2 separate regions of the Mus musculus genome follow, and region 2 is linked to region 1. The links are chromatin contacts, called in public promoter capture Hi-C maps. All regions are on one chromosome and are shown on one strand. Each heading gives the region's core, a stretch centred on a gene start, on an enhancer-like site or on the middle of the called end of the contact. The rest is flanking DNA. Distances are from core to core; before and after follow the strand shown.

Region 1 (3,945 bases), core at 1,041-3,540:
AGACTTGCAGATGAAACTCTCGCATGGGCCTCAGAATCAATGGCCTAGCTTTGGTGGAAAATAGTGGAGACACACAAGGAACAGAGGGGTAGATGCAGAAGAAACCTGTGGCTGCCCCTTTCCTACCCATTATGAGCCCCAACTCTTCCTGTGAACTAGCCAGGGAAACTACTCCTCATTGAACAAGAAAACCTGGCTACATGCCCCAAATTCCTGTGGCCCATGTGGCAGCCAAGCCAGACCTCCAGGCCAGCTTCAGCCCTGTTATACACCAGTGTGAGGCCAGGAGAACCAGCTGAGAGAGTGCCAAGCAGAGCCTTATCAGCCTACAAGGACGACAGGGAGCCCTTTGTATACTCCACTGTTTTGACCAACTGCCTAGTGTTGGGCTGAATTCTCAGGGTTCTCCTATTCTGTCATTACCACACAGTCTTCCAAAGGCCTGGCAACTAAGCCCAGCCTACATCACCCAGCCCCCTACCCACACACGATTTTTAAGCTGGTTGGGGGAAACGACGAAAAGAATGACTTGTAAACGTTTTGTGAAATCCACATTGCAGCATCTAGGGATGAGGTTCATAGGTCCATTCCTGTCCATGAAATCACCCTGCCCAGGAGTCCTCAAGCAAGATAGACATGGCATGGCCCCCAAGCTGAATGGACTTCCCATCTGGCCCGTCGTGGAAGTAGCTTGCTGACTCTACTTAGCATGGCTGCAGCTCTTTTACAAACTCTCTCCAAATGTCTGAGTGCTCACTAACCAGTCTCACTGAGCATTGGTATCTACAAAGGCCTACCACAGCCACCCACTTCGTGGGGCTGGTACTCAGGACCACACCCCTCCTCTTCCCCTCTCTGCCTAGCCATTATCAGAAAAATCTAGGATAACTCAGCCCTTAGGAGGAATCTCTGAGCCAGAAATCTTGAGTTCTGGGGGTCCTTATTTAGACTCCTATTTTCAGGCACCAGAATTTGCACTCTGGGGTTCCCCGGATTTGGGGGAGCAAGCAATACTGTGATATACACTATCTAGATGAATGGGAATTCCAGTGAGCCCTCTCTCTTTTCATGAACACTGCTTGACTAGGCAGGAGACTGCTACCTCCATCTCTACTCACTGCCAGCTAGCTGGTGGGACTTTTCCCTCAGGCCTGGACCCCTAGGAACAGTAGGCAGCCAAAAGGCAGGAACTACTTTTGGTTCCTCTAATAGGAGAAGAGGACTCCCCGTAGAAGGCTAGGGAGCTGACCTCTCCAACAGCCTGATTAGACTCCAGAGCTCTTATGATGAGAACAAGTCTAGAGCTTTTTAAAGACCTCCCGGAGCCCGCGACCTGGTCCAGCTGATCCCAGCTCCCTTTCCCTTCCCCCGAGGCTTCCAGCAGCCCCATTGGGAAGGCTTTGTTTCCTGGCCGGCAGGGTGGACACACTGACCTCTCACTTTCTGCGTGTCTGTATTGAGGAGGTCTGTTCTGAAAGGGGGCTCTGTAGGGATGTTGGTTTCAGTGGTCAGTTAGTACTCACCTCTCCGTGGAGTCTCCGAACCCGGCTTCGTGCAGGGGCTCGGGGCCTCCAGGGACATCAGATCTACTAGCCAGGGCTAAATCGCTTTGTCTCGGACAAAGCGCTAGAGACACGAAAGCGGCGCGCCCAGGGGGTAGACGGCCACGGGCTGCTCTGGGAGCAGCTTCGGACGTCCGAGTGCCTTGAGGCCCCGGGGCCAACAAAGGCTGTGTCCGCCGGGCGTCCTGGAGACAGAGCTCCAGGCAATGTCCACTTGAACCCCATCCGCCACACGCTAGACCCAGCAGGAGGCCGGCCACCTATGCTCCGGCTAGCAGGCCGCTCGCGTACCCGGCCTCTCCAAGCGGATCACCGGATTCCGGAGAGCTGGCGGGGCCGCGGGCCTGTGCGCCGACTGCGCAAAGGGTTCCGCGCGGCCTGGAGAGCTCTCTCCGCTGCTGGCGGCGCGCGAAGGAGAGGGCAGAAAAGGTGGCGCTGGGCTGGGGACTGGAGCAGGTGTGGGACTCACGGACAGGGCCGGGAGGGTCGTCCGTTGAGCGTGCAAGCCAAGCCACTCCCGCCGTGGGCAAGGGGCGCAGACGCAGCGAGGGCGGGGGCCCGACTCACCGTTATCCGGGGAATGCTCTTCTTGCCTTGGAAGGACATCCTGATACACGGGCGGGCTGAGTGTCCTCGGTAGGGGCTGCGCGGGCGTGGACGTACCGACGAGGACACGCGCGGAGCTTAGGAAGTCCGAGTGTGAGCTAGCCCGGCTCTGGGCTCCGATTAGCTTATTTGCATCCAGGCCCCGCCCACCGACCGTCATTTGCATCCGGGCCCCTCCCCCTTGCTCCCGTTTGTGCTGGTTTGCTTGGAAATCTTTCCCTTTTCCTTTTCTTTTCCTTCCCTCTCTCCCTCCCTTCCCCAAGAGCATCCTGGAGGCCACAGGCTGGGACCACTGCACCCCGGTCCACCTGTGCGGAGTAGAGAAGGATGACTTACGACCTGTCAGGACCATCACTTATGAAGTTTGCAATCAGGGAATGACAGGAGAAGAGTTACCTGGCCAGCCTGGCCGCACCTAGCCTTGTTCTGTGGTGGCCCGAGGCATCCTAGGCTCCAGGGTTCAAAACTAATTCTCACATCTAGGTGGAGGAGCCAAAATCTAGCCTAGCATCTCTAGCAGAATCCATACATATTCAAGGAATGGTTCCGGGTTGGAGCGCAATCCCCTAGCCTGGTGTGACCGCGGGACTAGGGAGTGGTGATGCCTAGGCCAAACTGTTCCTTGGCAGGTCACACCAGTCTAAGGTAGGAGGTGGGTAGTCATTGAAGTGGCAGAGAGAAACAACCAAGACAAAGATGAAAGGGCTGGACTGGACACTGCCAGGGAAGACCGAAGAGGAGACTCTGTAGAGAAATCCAGGTGGGACCAGGACCGATAGCTAGCCAAGCTTCCTGCCCCAAACCTGAGTCCTACTTCCTTTACCTGCTGAGGCCTGCAGACTGGGGCCACATTGGGCAGGCCCCAGGGACAGGTTGCGTTGGCTGGATCATCTCTGCCTGGCTCTTTGGGGGCCCTGTGGTTCCTGGTGTAGCTCACCAACCTGAGGACTTCTTCAGGCTGTCGGGTGGTGCATCCATCGATAGCTCTTATTTTCCAAGACATCCTCCGCACAGCAGAAGAAAACACCAAGCTTAAGCCCAGCCAGAGGCTTCACAGACATGCAGGGTAGGGCCGGCTATCACAGTGGGAGTAGGATATTTGCAGCCAGGTGACCCCAACCCCTAGCATGAGGCCTGCATGTGGAATGGGGCAGTGCTGCAACCTCTTGGGCCCCCTCGGAGCCCACATAAGCCTTTCTGTACTGATGCTGTCCATAAACAGAGGGTGCTGAAAGCGTTGGGCCAGGCCAGAGGCACCAACTGTCCTGAAGAACCCTGGCGACTTGCCCTCAGGACACAACTTCCACCCCACTCCCAGAAGGCAGGGCAAGAGCTGTGAAGCTGGTGTCTACTCCAAGTGCTGTGGCAGCATCCATGCTGGACCATGATGCATCCATGCTGGACCATGATGCATCCATGCTGGACCATGATGCATCCATGCTGGACCATGATGCATCCATGCTGGACCATGATGTAAGAAGAGGGTCTAAGGACCAGCAAGGACAGCCTATTCTAAAGCCGAGGTTAAGGATTTGGAACAAGCCAGAGGTGTTCTCAGACACACCCCTTAACCCCACAGGACATTAATTGTTGTCATTGTGGAGTCTACAGTGATGGATGGATTTTAAACAAAAGACCCCCACCTTCACATTGTCCACCCAGCCAGTCCTTTAGAACACATTCCTGGACAATGAGTTGCTGTGACACTCTACAGGGGTCATGGGCCTGGCAGTGAGTCTAGACTATACCACCTTTCTTCCCACCTGCCCTGGACACC
Region 2 (3,945 bases), core at 686-3,185, 220 kb before region 1:
CAGGCTGAGATGTGTGAGACAGCTGTACCTGGGCAGGGTCATGCAAGACTTCCTGCAGCAAAAGAAGGAAGGAGATTCAGAGGTTTTGAGATCCTCAGGCCAAAAGGTCTAGTCTGCCCACACGCATTGCCTCAAGAGTCCAGAAGCCAGCCTGGTATGAGATGCTCCATCCATCCATCCATCCATCTACCCCTCTACCTAGTCATCTCATACATCCACCCATCCATCTATCTATCTACCCAACCATTTGTTCATATCCATTCACTCATACATGCATTCCATATATACATCCACCCATGCACCCATTCTTCCATCACCCATTCTATCTCTATCTATCTATCTCCACCCACCCATCCACCCACCCACCCACTTATCCATTCATCCACCTGGTATCATTCAGCACTCTTACAAGCAGCAAAACAATTGCTGGAGACTGAGCCTGGAGAGGGGAGAGGGCACGGCTGCCACCAGGGAGGAAGGAGGGAGACAAGAGAGCCAATCAGAAATGGGGACCAGAAATGGAGAAACATTAGCCAGTGGGACAGGAAGAATAAAGAAGATAAAGAGAAGATGCTGAGAGCTAAATTAGCCTGGGGTATGGACCCAGACCCTGATGCCATTTTACTTGCAGTGAAACAACTTCCGATCTGTGGGAGGAGAGATACATGGAACCCCATATGTCTAGGGCCAGGCAGAATCTCTCAAGTGCTGGGGGCCAGGACTCTAGGAGCCATTATTTCTCTTAGCACTCTTAGGTGGGCCTCCCAGGTTCAAAGTGGGAGACCTAACAGAGCTGCAGCTGTGGTCAAGTGCAGCTCAGGGAGCCCCTTACTGGCCCCAGGGAGGGTAGAGCCCATTCAGATCTGCAGTCCAGCCAGCCAGAGGCAAGAGGCATCTGCATCAAAAGTTAGCCTTGCGTCTCTCAGGAGGCCTCTGCAAGCAGACACAAGCCACTATCCCAAAGTATATAGCTCTCACTTCTCCAAGTGAGCTCTCAGGCCACCTGGAAGGACCCTGAGGCCATTCACTCTCACTTCATTTTGTTTTGTTTTGTTTGAGATATAGTTTCTCTATGTATAGCCTTGGCTGACCTGGAAGTCGATCTATAGCTGACCTTGAACTCAAGAGGTCTGCCTGCCTCTACCTCTGTCCCTGCCTCTGCCCCTGCCTCCTGAATGCTGGGATTAAGGGTGTGTGCCGCCACCACCCGGCCACTGGTCACTTTCACTATTAGAGACACTATGCAAGAGGAGGGGCATAGGCTGTTGAGATGTCTCAGAGGGTAGAGGTTCTTGCTACTAAGCCTGGCAGCCTGAGGTAAATCGCTGGGGCCCACATGATGGAAGAAAATGGACTTCCACAAGTTATTCTCTGACGTGTGTGTGTGTGTGTGTGTGTGTGTGTGTGTGCACGCGCGCGCAACATATTTAGGGTCCAAGTCTATCTTTAGTCCCAGCACTCTGGAGGTAGAAGCAGGCAGGTCTCTAAAGTATCAGGCCAGCTGGAACAATATAGTGAGACCTTGTCTTTAAAGAGGGAGGGACTGGGTGTGGTGGCTCATACTTTTAATACTGGGACTTGGAAAGTAGAGATACGTGGATCTCTATGAGTTCAAAGCTAGCCGGTCTACAAATAGAATTCCTTGACAGACATAGATAACTATGTAAAGAGATCCTGTCTCAAAAAAATAGAAACAGAACAACAAAACCCCCAAAAGGAATAGATAGACAGACAGACAGACAGACAGGCAGACAGACATGAGCAGAGAAGCACTAAGCAGGCTGCACATTGCCAGCCTGTGTCATCAGTCACTATGTATATCCAAGATCAGACAGTTCTGTTTGTGGTCACGTGGGCACCAGCAAGGGGGCCAAGGACAATGGGACATAGCTTTCCAGCTGCACCACTCTTAAGCCAAACCAAGCTGGTGTAGAGAGCACACACAGCCTGTCAATTCCAGGACTGCCTGATAGAGTGTCGGAACCCAACACTTAGCTCATTCACAGTTTCGTGAATATAAAAGCACCTGCCCTCTGGTGAGAAATGTCTGGGAGGAAGTTTCTGAGGTTATCCCAGGTCATGCATACATTTGACTGTAAACTTCAGAGTACCAGTCATGAGTTTCTTCAGGTTTGCTGCCAGAAGGGCTTTTTGGATGGAGTTGCACGGTGTTCTGCTGGCTCTGGGCAGTTTCCTTAGAGCACCACGTATTCTGGAACTGCTCACACAAGTGTGGGGTGCCCTCTGCTGGCAGAGCTGAGAATGGCAACACCCCGAGATGGCAGGGCTGTATCACAGGGCTAAATTATGACTGTGAGCTGTGGGCATTCTCTGTGACCCACTGGAGTGGCTGTCATGGTCTAGTGATGCCATTTAGACCTGCCATCTCAAGATACTCCTCTTGGTACCCCACCATCACCACCCCATCTGCTGGCTTTGGGCCCTTGTAACTAAGGTGGGTTACCTGGAAGGGTAAACACTTCAGGGGCTCCTTGGCATTCCCCCCTGAGAAGTATCTTGGCATCTATGGTAAGTCAGCCATGTGTTTCTGATCTCACCCCACTTATCGCCAGCCTGTGCCCACAACCCAAAGGCAGTCAGGGGCATGGACACAATAGGAGCTACAATCCCCATTTGCTCATCAGCAATGATGTTCTGAGCTGCCAATCACTGGTGTCCTCTGGCCTAGCTAAATCACAGACTGACCCAGGCATCTGTCCTATGCTGGATAGGTACTCATGCTACATCGTGTCAAGGAGTCTCTACTTCCTGAGTCTTTGCCTGGACAAGTCCTTATGTGAGCTTCCATCATTCCCTGCAGCTGAAGCTAGAAACTTTGTATTGGTAGCTAATTCATGCCCTCTGTATAGCTCATTCTTGCAGACTTCTCTCACCCATGACAGGCCTTATTGGGCTCTTTCTGGGTTTGGGTGGTCCCTCTGCCCTGAGGGGGGCAGTGTCCTTGTTCAGCCAGCCATTCCTGAAGGAGGCAATGTCCTTGTTCAGACCCTATGAAATAGCCAGCCATTCCTGGGGTTGTCCTCTTGTTCAGCCAGCTATTCCTGGGGTTGTCCTCTGGAGAGGTCCAGAACAGATAAAGGGGGAAGTGACAAGGGCTAGCCATGCTAAAAGGCCACCACTAAAACCTTGTCTGCAGGGACTACAGAACACTGACTCCTCCTCCCCAGCCCTGTCCATCAGCCAGCAGCAAGCAGCTGCGCTAGGCCACAGCCTGGGGGAGAAACCGGAGCTGGGACCTACCAGGGGATGCCTGTTGTAAGAGCAGGCTTACCAGCGAGGCTTTCAATATGAGAAGGCCTTGCTGGGTACCGCTGGGTACCACGTCCAGCTTTCCTGTGTGTGATGGTTATGGTTAATTGTCAACTTGATACAATGTAGCTTTCCTGTGTGTGATACAATGTAGAATCAACTAGGAAGAGAGTCTTAGTAAGAAATTAACCTATGGGCGTGCCTGTGAGAGATTGTTTGTTTGTTTTTGAAATTGGGTTGCTATGGGAAGACTGTGGTGGTTTGAATGAAACCCCCATAGGCCCATAGGGAATGACGTTATTTGGAGGGGTAGCCTTGTTGGAGTAGGTGTGGCCTTGTTGGATACAATGTGTCACTACAGGTGGGCTTTGAGGCTGCTAATGTTCAAGCCAGCTCTCTCTTCCTGCTGCCTGCAGATCCAGTTATAGAACTCTAAGCTACCTCTCCAGTGCTGTGCCCATCTGCCCTGCTTCCTTGCTGAAGCCTAAGCAATGCTGTCTTCTAACCATGGTCTTGACCTACCCTAATGACCAGACACAGCAGCCTTGGTGCTTGGCTAAGCCCCTTGGCTAAGAGGAATCTATCGTTGCCCAGACACTGGGTCCCCTAAGGCTATCTGGTCCACGTCCTCAGGAAATGCTTCTGTTATCTGGATGTAGGGAGCATGCCTGACAG

Evidence for each region. Promoter capture Hi-C pulls out the DNA fragments that hold promoters and counts their contacts.
Region 2: a contact with region 1 is called in a promoter capture Hi-C map of neural stem cells. The contact joins the enhancer-like site here to the promoter of Dpysl4 in region 1. A contact is called at or near these places in 10 of 39 promoter capture datasets (the 3T3-L1 cell line, cranial neural crest, embryonic stem cells and 5 more), 5 of 15 datasets of contacts at CTCF or cohesin (CD8 T cells, embryonic stem cells, large pre-B cells and 2 more), 22 of 484 Hi-C or Micro-C datasets (ECoMG myeloid progenitors, adipose-derived mesenchymal stem cells, cerebellar granule neurons and 10 more), 14 of 115 datasets of contacts at active chromatin or transcription factors (acute myeloid leukemia, differentiating embryonic stem cells, embryonic forebrain and 6 more) and 3 of 9 other capture datasets (embryonic stem cells, liver and pancreatic islet).

The regions. Positions count from the first base shown.
Region 1 is chr7:139,084,346-139,088,290 of GRCm38.p6, reverse strand. Dpysl4 (dihydropyrimidinase-like 4) reads right to left here and starts at 2,290. Exons shown (of 14, transcript NM_011993.4): 1 at 2,130-2,290. The coding sequence starts at 2,168.
Region 2 is chr7:139,301,776-139,305,720 of GRCm38.p6, reverse strand. No RefSeq gene overlaps it. Among named protein-coding and RNA genes, the nearest start is that of Gm32486, 6.8 kb to the right of the region's middle. Within about 2 kb of position 1,935, at least 26 of the 459 cell types and tissues checked have an H3K27ac peak or open chromatin away from gene starts, as enhancers often do. A contact at or near this core is called in neural stem cells and stem cell-derived neural stem cells, where this site is marked.